Linked DNA regions of Mus musculus: region 2 is linked to region 1. A link is a contact called in public HiChIP or PLAC-seq data. All regions are on one chromosome and are shown on one strand. Each heading gives the region's core, a stretch centred on a gene start, on an enhancer-like site or on the middle of the called end of the contact. The rest is flanking DNA. Distances are from core to core; before and after follow the strand shown.

Region 1 (6,338 bases), core at 1,332-3,831:
CCGCATTCATTATTCAAATAGCCAAGAGGTGGCAATAACCAAGTGCCCATTAATAGAGAGGGATGGCTGGACAACAGGACAGCACCTATCACTGAGCTTTTTTGAAAGGAGAGAAAATGCAGTATATATTGTAGCATGCATGAGCCTTGAAGACCTAATGTTTACGGAGATAAGTTTGTCACAAAGGAGCGAGGGGTAGCAGCTCAGCTTTATAAAGACAGCAAATGCAGGGTGTTTTCTGGTGACTGTGGGAAACACTGAGAGCCGCTGTCCAGTTAGAACCAAGCTTCCAAAATGTTTGCAACTGGATGGTGGAAATGGTCCTGCACCAATGGATTTAATGCCCCCGGAGCGTACTTGCAAATGTTTTTTAAGTGGCAAGTGTTATGGAATATATGTTCTATGCTTTGTTTTGGTTTTTGTTTTTACATTGATTTTGTGGAGGGTGGCGTGGGGGGAGCACTTGAGCCACAGACTGCATGCAGAGGTTAGAGGACAATTTGTAAGAGCCAGCTCTCTCCCTCCATGTGGATGACAGGGTAGAGCTCAGGCTAGTAGGCTTTTATCATCCACAGAGCCAACTGGTCAACTTTCTCACAACATTTTAATGTGGGGGAAAAAATAAGGCTTACAAGGGAAACATTGCATTGGGTAGTTAATACATTTAAATATGTTATGTTTGGGATCTTGAGATGTTTGAATCTGTCAGCTTATAAAACATTTGTTATTTTTATAATTTCTTCTTTTTTTTCTAGGTAAATATTCGCTCGTTTTATTAGCACCACGCTCTAACCAACTGAGCTAACCGGCCAGAGACTCACTCGTTTTATTATTTTTATGCGAGTGAGTGTTTGGCCTGGATGTATGGCTGTGTCCTATATACATCCCTTGTGCACATGAAGGCCAGAAGAGGATGTTGGATCCCCTGTAATTGAACTTAAGACAGTTGTGAGCTGCCATATGGGTGCTAGGAACCAAACTTGGGTCTTCTATACGAGTGGCCGATGCTCTTATCTGCTGAGCCACCTCTTAAGCCACTAAATATTCATTTCTGTACCTCATGGCTTTTCTTTCTTTCTTTCTTTCTTTCTTTCTTTCTTTCTTTCTTTCTTTCTTTCTTTCTTTCTTTCTCCCTTTCTTTCTTTCTTTCTTTCTTTCTTTCTTTCTTTGTTTCTTTCTTTCTTTCTTTCCTCTTTCTTTCTTTCTTTCTTTCTTTCTTTCTTTCTTTCTTTCTTTCTTTCTTTTTAAAATGGAGTAAGGGTTTCTTTTTTTTTTTTTAAGATTTATTTATTTATTATATGTAAGTACACTGTAGCTGTCTTCAGACACTCCAGAAGAGGGAGTCAGATCTTCTTACAGATGGTTGTGAGCCACCATGTGGTTGCTGGGATTTGAACTCCGGACCTTCGGAAGAGCAGTCGGGTGCTCTTACCCACTGAGCCATCTCACCAGCCCTCTTTCTTTTTTTAAATTGTTTTTTTCAAATATTTTATTTTTGTTTTATGTATATGAATACACTGTCACTGCCTACAGATATACAAGAAGAGGGCTTCAGATTCCATTATAGATGGTTGTGAGCCACCTCATGGTTGCTGGGAATTGAACTCAGAACCTCTGGAAGAGCAGCCAGTGTTCTTAACTGCGAGCCATCTCTCTAGCCCCTACTTCATGGTTTTTCAATGTCAAGTTAACCTCATTATCTGAAAATAGAGGCAATAATACAGAACTTGTACAGTCATACTAAAATATATGTATAGTAGATTTGAAAATTATGAGAACCAAGTGGGGTTTTTGTTGTCATTCTTTTTAATTTAAGACCCAGGGGCAGAGAGATATAAAATAAAAGAACCCCGATGGGGCTGGTGAGATGGCTCAGTGGGTAAGAGCACCCGACTGCTCTTCCGAAGGTCAGGAGTTCAAATCCCAGCAACCACATGGTGGCTCACAACCATCCGTAACGAGATCTGGCGCCCTCTTCTGGAGTGTCTGAAGACAGCTTCAGTGTACTTACATATAATAAATAAATTAAAAAAAAAAAAAAAAAAAAAAAAAGAACCCCGATGGCTGAGTCTCCCATTAATCTTAAGTTATTCAAAGATACCAGAATGGATTTTTTTTCTTTTCTTAGCTTTCTGGTGTTTTGAGACAGGATTTCACTATAGCCCAGGCTGGCCCTAGGTCTCCAGTTCTTAGCCTCCTTGGCTTGTATCACACATGTGGCCAATAATGAATTCTTTTGTTTTGAGACAGAGTTTCTCTGTGTAGCCCTGGCTATCCTAGAACTCTCTTTGTAGACCAGGCTGGCCTTGAACTTAGAGCTCCACCTACCTCTGCCTCCCAAGTGCTGCCAGCAACATATTCTCTCTTTTTTTAAACTTTATTTTATGTGTATGAGTATCCCATTTGCATGCCAGCCAGGGAATCATATCACATTATAGATGGTCAGGTTGCTGAGAGTTGAACTCAGGACCTCTAGAAGAGTAGCCAGTGCTCTTAACTGCTGAGACATCTCTCCAGCCCCAGCCATGTATTATTAATGTCTAGCCTCCTGGAGCTTGTCTTAGTCAGTTTCCTGTTGCAGCGACAAAATACCCCACGAGGGAGTCAGTCGGTTTACAGAAGGAAGGGTTTAGTGTACTTACCACCACAGCAGGGAGGCTTGGCGGCAAACTGCAGGCTCAGTAGGAGGGGCAGGAAGCTGAGAGCTCACATTTTCAAACACAAGCTCAAAGCATCAAGAGCATTCTCAAAATGGCCATTTCTAGAGGTCAACACGCTTCCCCCCCCCACCCCCCAGCCCCAGTGACCTACGTTCTCCAGTAAAGTCACACCTTCTAGTCCTCCACAGACAATGTTACCGTAAATTGGGGGCCAAGTGTTTAACTATTTGAGCCTATGGGAGATGTTTCTTATTCGAACTGAATAGCGCTTTTTTTTTTCTCCCATTGTAGCACTGGCTAGCCTGAGACTCACTATGTAGACCAGGCTGGCTTCTGATGCGCACCCAGCCTGGACAGCATTTCTATGAGGCCGTCTATTTTAGCTGAGGTTGTGATTCTCCATCTGCGGCTGCCCTGGGGCTTTAATCTAGATCATAGATGAGCCGGGGAGTAAGGGTAGGGAGCCTTCCACACAGAGTGTGGAGTCCAGTCACATAATCCAAGAAAAGGAGTGGAGCCCCCTGATGGGCAGAGACGGAGCTGCCCCAGGCTTGCTGACTGATGTCTGTACAAACATATTTGCTTGCACCCGGTGTGACATGCCTAGGACCAGCGTGTTTCTGACTTGGGGAGTTTTTCAAATTTGGGAATGTGTCCACAGACTTGACTTGTCTAAGTTTTGGCTTCAGACTTGCATTCGGGGTGCACAACAATTACCTGGGTTTCTGGGAAACTCTCCTTCAGTGTACCATCCGTCACCCTAGAGATAGATCCCCTCTCTCTCTTAGCCCCATGAAGGACATTTAGAGTCCACAAAGCTCTCTCACACAAATCTCGTTTATTTCTAACAGTACCAGTCAATATACATTGGGTGCTTGGACTGTCTTTTGAAGATATCTCTTGACCTTAAGCTCTGTCTTTGGTGTTGGTGGTACACAGTGTTTCTTGTTCTCCATGGCAAAATGTCTCCTTTTCCATCAAAAAACAAAGCAGGTGGGAGTCCCTAAGTTTAATCCCCTGCCAACAAGAGTACAGAAGATTGCTGGTTACTGATCTCTCAAAATAGACTCTGTGGTTCCAGGTAGGTCAGCCACACCTCAGTATATGGCCCCACACCCAGAGAAGTACATGGAAGGCACAAGCTGGAGTTGGGAGAAATTTACATTTAAAAAACAAAAGGGAACTCAAATGGATGGGGAGATGAGTGTGAATTCAGAAGAAGTGAAAATAGTATTAAATATATAGTATATATTCTAAAGGATTGCTGGGCGGTGGTGGCTCAGATCTTTAATCCCAGCACTCAGGAAGCCAAGGCAGAGAGAGCTCTGAGTTTGAGGCCAGCCTGGTCTAGAGAGAGAGAGTTCTAGGACAGTCAGGACTACGTAAAACAAAAAACAAAAACAACAACAAAAATCTAAAGAGTTAATAAACTTTTATTTTCTTTTTTATTCATTTTTTAAAATTGGTTATTTTATTTATTTACAGTTCAAATGTTATCCCTCTCCCCAGTTTCCCCTCCACAAATACAATTTTATTTTCAAAAAGAATATACTTCTTGAAAAAAAAAAAACAAACAAAAAAGAATATACTAATGAGAGATTATTTTTTAAAAAACAGAATAGTTTCCTATACATAAAAACAATTAAATTTTTATGTTCTGAGCTCGTTTGAGGGGAAATAAGCCATGGTTTAAACTAACTTGGGGAAATGCCTTGTGGAGAGTTGGTGGCAGTATCACTTAGCAACTTGATCCAAATCAATGCAACCAATTGTCACATCAGTATCAAAGGAGTGCTATTGATCGTTTCTATTAGAGTAGATAGAACTGAAGGTGTTGCCCTGCCTGTGGAAATGGTATTGACCGAACTTTCATGACAGTGTGCTGCTGTCTGAGGAAGAGTCAGGTCAAGTCAGGATTTAGCATCACCTCTTTGAGGGTGTCTGCCCGGAAACATGTTCCCATGGGTTCCAAATCTGTGTCATCCAAGCTCAAAAAAAAAAAAAAAAAGAGGGGCCAGAGAGAAAGGTTAGCAGCACTGGCTACTCTTGCAGTGGATCCCAGGTTCAATTCCCAGCACCTCCATGGTACTCACAACCATCTGTAAACCTATACCCTCCCTTTTGGTTTTTGTTTTTTGTTTTTTGTTTTTTTTTTTCCAAGACAGGGTTTCTCTGTGTAGCCCTGGCTGTCTCAAACCAAAGCAAAGCAAACCGGGGGAGAGGGGGGGAGAGTTGATGTGAGAAAGTATGTTTTGGACATAAGGGTGACACAAGACACTTGAACATCTCTGAGAAACGAATCCCCAAACCAATCCCCTACAATCAATCCCCTAGCCTGAGAGGGGTGACCATAGAGGTGGGGAAAGCAATTTATAGCCACACAGCGCCACCTGCTGCTCACCACGGAGTAAAGAGCCCAGTGTGAAATCAGGGAGAGCCGTGGACTCTGAGCCCCAGATATTGAGGGAAGTTAAGTGTGGCTGTGCTAGTTTGTCCTGTGACGTGTGAGCATAAAGGCACCTCGGGGGATTGGCTGCATCTATAAATGTCTGCCAACTGGGAGCCATCTGATAAAATGGGAGGTTTGAGACACATGTTGACTCACAGACAAGGCTCTCTCCTGTGTGCTCTGTGTGTCGAGAGCGGACCAGACCAGAAAGCCAAGTAGAAAGTGGCCTTCTCTTTAATGACTCTAGGAAATGGCACTTGTAGGCACCAGACTGTCTAGGGATGGGCTTGGAGATTGAGGTATAACAAGCCTACAGCTCACTGACTCACAGGCTCCTGCTGCTAGCATTCCTTTATAGAGAAGACACAGGGGAGGGTCAAGGAAGGGTGTTTTAAGGTTTCCCTTGCCAGAACCCACAAGACCAGGTCAGTGGTTTCCAGCACTCTTCAGAGTGGGTGAGGCATCTTGGTGCCCAAGGGAGAGGAGCGGTGAGCACCATGCAGCCTGCCACTGTGTAGACAAAGCAAGCCTAAGGAGCAGTCTATAATCCTGGCAGGCCTTATTCCGTGAATGCCACTCACCCTGCTGTGTCTGCTGTCTGACATCTAGATGTCAGGGCTGGGGAGGGCTAAGGGTGCTCCGTTTCACACTCAACGCCTGTCGGGGACTTTGCAGGTGGAACCAAATATTAAACACAGGCTGCTGGACCCTTGATCTGCTCAAATGTAAGAATTTTGAAATCTACAAACACTCCCATATGGGTGAAGACACCATGTGTGGGATCTGCTGGAAGGACCGGCCCAGTATGGTTGCTGGCCCAACCTCTCTGGATCAGGAGCTGCATGTTTGGGCCTGTCAGACTCCATGTCACATCTGAATAGGATACAGACAAGCATCCCAAACCACCAGCTCCCTGTCTGGAAGGATTCCTAGTAACACACCCGTAACTAAACCGGCCCCATAACAGGGGAAGCCTAAGGCTAATGGTTCTCGACTTACAGGGGTCTGCTTGAGGGTGGCTCCTCCTGATGAGGCGAAAGCAGGTGCTTTCAGGAGAAACAGGTACTTCAGGTTTTAAATGTGGCTCTTCTCCCTGGCTAGTGACATGCAATTTGATGCTCTTTCATGACGTGGGGGGTGGGGGGCGCAGATAGCAGTGATCTCAGCTCCCAGTCTATCCTGCAACTGATACATTGGGCCACAACCACATGCTAGATCTCTTCAGGGTT
Region 2 (6,338 bases), core at 1,061-3,560, 220 kb before region 1:
GCCTATTCAGGAGCAGCCCGAGGCTGCATGCAGAGATGGGGAAGAGAAGAAAAGGCCTTCCTATTTTGTGATTGCCATAGTAACTCAAACATTGCCAGTGTGTTTGCAGTGCCTGGTCAGCAGCTCCTGGGAGTTTGATTTCCTGTGCAATCAAGCCCTCTACTGGGGACCACGACTCCTGTGACTCTGGCTGCACAGCGGACAGCTTGCTTGTTAGGTCTAAAATTAAGCATTTCAGTTTAAAATAATACCCATTTGTATCCATTTTGTTCAACGTAACAACAGCTGCCGTCCCTGGAATGACAGAGTTTCCTTTTAATCTGAAGCCTCATATGACATTTATGAATGAGGCTGGCTCCATTCATTTGCAGTTTGAATTCACACTGCTTATTTATTTATTTTTTTTGGGGGGTGTCTTTTTTTTTCTTCCCCAGCATATGGGTGAAATTCAACATTATTCAAGTAATTATATACACAGCTCAGGAGGAGGAAAAAGCCTGCTTTGTTTGTTGTTCTCTTTTAAACTAGTTAGATGGCACTTGGTGCTTCCTTTTTTTTTTTTTTTTTTTTTAATTTTAAAAAAAGGCCGAATCCAGAGGATGAATTGGTCGAGGCTTTCAAAGTTCAGTGAGATAATGAAAGAAGATGTAATACGGCCACTGAGTTTATTTACTATTTGTGGATAAACAACTAAAAACATCAGCCCTCCTTGCTCACTGGGAGGGAGAGAGAGGCAGAAAAGCCACTGATGGGGGATCCTGCTAAAATCGTTGAAAAACTATGATGCCTCGCTCTTGTTTTCTGCCTGCCAGGTCGTTCCCCTCCCCCGCCCCCTCACGCCGCCGCTGAAATGAACAAAACTGCAGGGTACCACCCAGGTGAAGGCGCGGGGTGAAAACACGGGGCACAAAAGACCAAATGGCAACCCTTTCAGAATGCTCTGCGGTTTCACAGTATTGCCAGGATGGGGGAAAATTAATTGGCATTTAGTTACACGTTGCCCCATAAGCGAAGCAGAGTTGAAGGTGCCTGGATAACAGCCGTTCTCTGTTCCCTGGCCCCGGGCAGAGCGTATTCCTGTCGCTTTAGCTCCACAGCATAGAGTCCAGTAGAAGCTCTCAGTCGCGAACTTCATTTCTCAAATTACATCACTAGAAGCCTTCTGCCTCAGCTTGAGAACTGAAGGAGCAACAAGAAGACAACCAACTGGTGCAGGATTCCCAATTCGTAAATACACATGAGCCGGCAAGCATTAAGTTAGGGTCTTAAGGCCGCAACACATGCCCTTAATCAGAAGACTAAAGAGCCTGAAAAAGTGGCTTTGATACTCTGTAAGTTTGTGGTCCTCTTAACCAGTTAAAAATACAGGGGCTGGAGAGATGGCTCAGACGGTCAGAGCACTGGCTGCTCTTGAAGAGGACCTTGGTTCGATTCCCGGCACCCACATGGCGGCTCACAACGGCCTGTAACTCCAATTGCAGGGAGTCCAGCGTCCTCTTCTGGCCTCTGCAGGCACTGCATTCATATGGCACACACCTACATCTAGGCAAATGCCCATATCATATTTGTATATCATAATGTAAAAATAAATTTAAAACAATTTTTTTTTGAGGCAAAGCCTAGGTGTCATGGAACTCAGTCTTTAGACCAGGCTGGCCTTGAACTCACAGAGATCCACCTGCCTTTACTTCCCAAATGCTGGGAGTTAAAGGCGTGCTCTACCATGCCTGGCTAAAAAAAAAAAAAAAAAAATTAAGGTTGCATAGAATTCTTCTTACATTAATTCACCTTTCTTTTTTCTTTTGAGCAGAGTCTCGCAGTGGGGCAGGCTTGGCCTAGAATTGACAATCCTCCTGCCTCCTCCCCTGGAATGCTGGGATTGTCTGCTTATTCATCTCATCACTTATTCAGGGACAGTATAGACTGAGCATGGCACAGCACTAAACACTGAGGTTAAACTGTCCTGGGTCTGGTTCCACTCCTAATATTGAAACCACCACCACCACCACCACCACCATCACCACCAGCAGCAGCCCTATTCTGGGACTGGCTGGACAAACCCTGCCCCACACTGATGGCACAACACAAAGACCCTGGCCCAGAAGAGTGGCACCTGCTAAAGAGAGCACTAGGCTCTCTCTCTCTCTCTCTCTCTCTCTCTCTCTCTCTCTCTCTGTGTGTGTGTGTGTGTGTGTGTGTGTGTGTGTGTGTGTGTGTAAGAGAGAGGCACTCAGTCAAACCCAGAGGGGAACAGTTTGGAATTTAGAAGGCTGGGGAGCCAGAAAGGGCAGGACTGAGAGACAAAAGTGTTCAGAATGTGCACAGCCGGGTGGTGGTGGTGGGGGGAAGGTGCCCTTTGTGGCAATAAGGTGTTACTCAGCGATCCCAGCATTTTTCTCTGTACGAATTCATGTGGCAGAGATTGACAGCTTTCTTATTATAAGTCTCTTTGTTAATAGACTGAAAACCCCAATCTCTGGCCCCAAAATGACTTCTAAGCTTCTCACCCTATGTCTCATAAGGCCAAAAAAATCACATCCCCAAACTAAGTAGCAGCTCACCCTGGCTTTTCTGCCTGGCTCTGCTGTGAGTCACTCAAATGGTCACAAGGGACCAAGGGCCTCCTCACCAGAGCCCTTCCTTGTTAACCATTTTGTGAGCATGCTTCATGTGTTCTATGAGTCACACAGTCTGTGATGTGTGTGTGTCCTCTGTGGACTGAGGACCACATTTCAGAGGCTCGGGGGAAACCTCAGGAATGGTGATGGAACCTAGCCGTGCCCAGACCAGTGGCCAGGTTGGGGGACACGGCTTGTAATGTGTCCTGCTTGTAACGGAGACCTGTGCACCCTAGATGGTATGCCCTCCCATCTCCATGATCCCACCCACCCACACACACACACACACACACACACACACGTTTACATATATATTAGTATTATTCTGAATCTGCTCTGCTCGCCAAGACTATGGAAGAAGGTATCAAAAGCTTTTATTTCAACTTGAGTATGAGAGAGGTAATGGTAGGCACAGTTATTGAAGCCTAATTCTCTGATTTATAAATTTTCTTCAGCTAACAGCAAAAGTTTGGTTGAGTGAATTCCATCCATGTGTCCCACTGTGTAACTCAGGAGGAGCCAAGGCTATGGGAAGGAGGGTTGGGCAGCAATCTAGGTAAGTGTGGACTTGGGCCTCGCAGGACAAGAGCTCTGTCCCCAGCACCGTTCTCCCTCCACACTCACCCCTGCCTAACTGTTCCATCTCCTAACATTCAGGGAGGAAAACATGATGAGATGCCAGGGTTTTGCTTGTGTGCTTATAAAACACAGACTGCACAGCACTGCCAGCCTTATGGGAACAAGCATCCTGCCTCTCTCTCTCTTTTTTCCTTTTTAGATTTATTTTGATTACTTTATATGTGTGTGTTGTGGCTGCATGTATGTTTGTGGAACACGTGCATGCCTGGTGCCCGAGAAGATGGCAAACCTCCATATCCGTGCTGGGAATCAGGTCTTTCACAACAAGTGCCCTTAACCACTGAGCCCAGGAATGAGCATTCTTTATAAGACCAGAACACACATTTTTAAAAATTTGTCTGAGATAGGGTCTCACTGTGTGGTCCCAGCTGACCTGGAACTCGCTATGTGATCAAGGCTGGTCTTAAACTCAGAGAAAGATCTCCCTGCTTTGCCTCCCAAGTGCTCAGACCAAAGCACTTAAGATGCTTGTGGCCACTGCATCTTAAGAACACACATTTGACACTTACTCTGCAGCTCAGATGGCCTGGGACTCACACTGTAGTCCAGGTTGGTCTTGGACTCAGAATAATACTCGTTTGCCTCAACCACACAGGGGCTGGGATTACTCCTGACTTCAGACTATAAATTACAATATTCTTCTGCTGGGGGTGGTGGCAGTAACCAGAATCTTTTTTTGTTTCCAGAGGGAAAGAACCCCCCCCCCCCAATGTGTTTTCTAAACACACATTGGAGGCATATGAGCAGAGAGAGCTGTCTCTCTGCTCAGCCCAGGGCACCAGCCCATGATGGGGTTTGGGCAGCAATAGGGATGTGGGTCAATGAACTGCCACAAATAAAAGTAGGTTTTGTGTGTGTGAGTGTGTGTGTGTGTGTGTGTGTGTGTGTGTGTGTGTGTGTGTATGTGAGGGAGGGATACAGAAGCCAAGGGAAATGCAGAGGGACGCTATAATTGTAGGCTTTTCCACCAGCACCTCATTTCCTGAATAACAATTCTGAGAGTTAATTATTTATGAATAAATGCCTGGGCCATATGCTTGGACTTGTTCCCCGACTAGCTGGTAACTTATATAACACTTTTAAATCGTTCTATGTCTGACACATGACTGGTTACCTCGAATCTTTTTCTATGTGTGACTTCCTCCAACTGGGATGGGGTGGGGTCCACTGGGGTGGGGTGGTGTGGGGGGGAATCTCCCAAGTCAAACACAATGTATGTAGACAGAAAGGACAGCCCAGAAAAGGAAGCCAGCAACAGATCTTAAAAACACCCAATCAGATATTCAGACACAGGCTGGAGAGATGGCTCAGCAGTTAAGATTCAGACACTTAAGTGAAAGGTATAAATAGATGAGAATTTTGTTTTAAAACTTTTTTTGTGGTCGGACGTGGTGGTGCACGCCTTTAATCCCAGCACTCGAGAGGCAGAGGCAGGCGGATTTCTGAGTTCGAGGCCAGCCTGGTCTACAGAGTGAGTTCCAGGACAGCCAGGGCTATACAGAGAAACCCTGTCTCAAAAAAAAAAAAAAAAAAAAAAAACAAAAAAACAAAAAACAAAAAACAAAAAAACAAAAATAGGCCATCAGCAGCTTTTTAGAGAGAGATGTCAGTGCATGCAGGCATGTGTGGAGGTCAGAGGTCAGTGTCAGCTGTCTCCCTCAGTTCTTTCCATCTTATTTTTGAGACAAGATCTCCCACCAATCCAGGCTCTCGCTGGCCAGTGAGCTGGGAACCTGCCTGTCTCTCTCCCCAACACTGGGTGTGTTGATGCATGTCCCAGCTTTTATGTAGGTGCTAGAGACACAAACTCAGGTCCTCATGGGGTATAGCAAGAGCTTATACCCCATCTGACTAACTGAGCCATCTCCTCAGCCCACACTTTTGTAACTTAGACATCTGAGATAGAAACACTAAAGACTGGCGGGGGGTGGGGGGGGGCTGATATTGTTCATCTGGCATCCCAGTACTGTGGGGGGCTGAGGCAGAAGATAGAAAATTTGCAGCTAACCTGACAACCTGACAAGTCAGGTAAATGGCGATGACAGTGAAGACGACAATGTTTCTGTTCTGATTTGTGCTGGCTGCTTTTAGGTCACCCTGACACAAGCTGGAGTCATCTGAGAGGGGGAGCCTCAATTGAGAAAATGCCTCTATAAGAGCTGGCTGTAGGCAAGCCTGTAGGGTGTTTTCTTAGTTAGTGATCAGTGGGGGAGGGCTCAGCTCATTGTGGGTGGCACCTTCCCTGGGCTGGTGGTCCTGGGTTCTATAGGAAAGCAGGCTGAGCAAGCCAGGAGGAGCAAGCCAGTCAGCAGCGTCCCTCCCCAGACTCTGCATCAGCTCCTGCCTCCAGATTCCTACCCTGTTTGAAATTCCTGTCCCGACTTCCTTTGATGATGAACAGTGATGTGGAAATGTCAGCCAACTAAACCCTTTCCTCTCCAAATTGTTTTGGTCATGGTGTTTCATCATGGCACTAGTAACCCTAACTAAGACAGAAATTGGCACCAGGATTACAGAGTATTATTGTGACAGACCTGACCGTGTGTTTTGGGAAGGACTGAGGAAGAACTTTGGGTAAGAAAAGCCATTGACTTTTTGATTGCTCAAAGCATGGTAGGCTGTTCTGTGGGAGGTCGGGAGAAAAAAAGTGTTGAGAGAAATGCAGAAGATGAAGGCCTGACTTGTGGAGTTCCAGAGGGACGTTTGAGAGCCTTTGCATATTTGCTATTTTGAATTAAGAGTCTGTGGTTCCGGTCAGCTGGGGCTAAAGAGTCAGGGCCGTCGTTAACAAGAGCGCAGTACTAGTGAAGTGAAACCCTTGCTTTGCTGAGACAATTGACGACCAGCACCACTGAGATGAAGACTTGTAGGAAGCGCTTCCTGAGAGTGCAGACGCTGTGCTCTGGAGGTGGCCTAGGCTGCACCTTGTGCTGGCAGCTGAGCTTGGCAATATTTAAGAACCTCCCAGGTGGTGTTAGATGTAAGGGGAAAAAAAATACATTTCTGCGACTGTCTGGTTAATCAATCTTTATCTAGACTGGCCAGACAGGCTGCCTTACCCTGGGTTGGGATTTCAGAGAG

Evidence for each region. HiChIP or PLAC-seq counts read pairs in DNA pulled down with a chosen protein or histone mark.
Region 2: an HNF4G HiChIP or PLAC-seq map of pancreatic cancer cells shows a contact between it and region 1. The contact joins two enhancer-like sites. A contact is called at or near these places in 1 of 39 promoter capture datasets (embryonic stem cells), 2 of 15 datasets of contacts at CTCF or cohesin (embryonic stem cells and large pre-B cells), 13 of 484 Hi-C or Micro-C datasets (the G1E-ER4 cell line, embryonic stem cells, morula and 1 more), 5 of 115 datasets of contacts at active chromatin or transcription factors (acute myeloid leukemia, embryonic stem cells, pancreatic cancer cells and 1 more) and 1 of 9 other capture datasets (embryonic stem cells).

The regions. Positions count from the first base shown.
Region 1 is chr5:146,913,299-146,919,636 of GRCm38.p6, reverse strand. No RefSeq gene overlaps it. Among named protein-coding and RNA genes, the nearest start is that of Gm10858, 19 kb to the right of the region's middle. Within about 2 kb of position 2,581, at least 22 of the 459 cell types and tissues checked have an H3K27ac peak or open chromatin away from gene starts, as enhancers often do. A contact at or near this core is called in pancreatic cancer cells, where this site is marked.
Region 2 is chr5:147,128,418-147,134,755 of GRCm38.p6, reverse strand. No RefSeq gene overlaps it. Among named protein-coding and RNA genes, the nearest start is that of Gm34994, 28 kb to the left of the region's middle. Within about 2 kb of position 2,310, at least 34 of the 459 cell types and tissues checked have an H3K27ac peak or open chromatin away from gene starts, as enhancers often do. A contact at or near this core is called in pancreatic cancer cells, where this site is marked.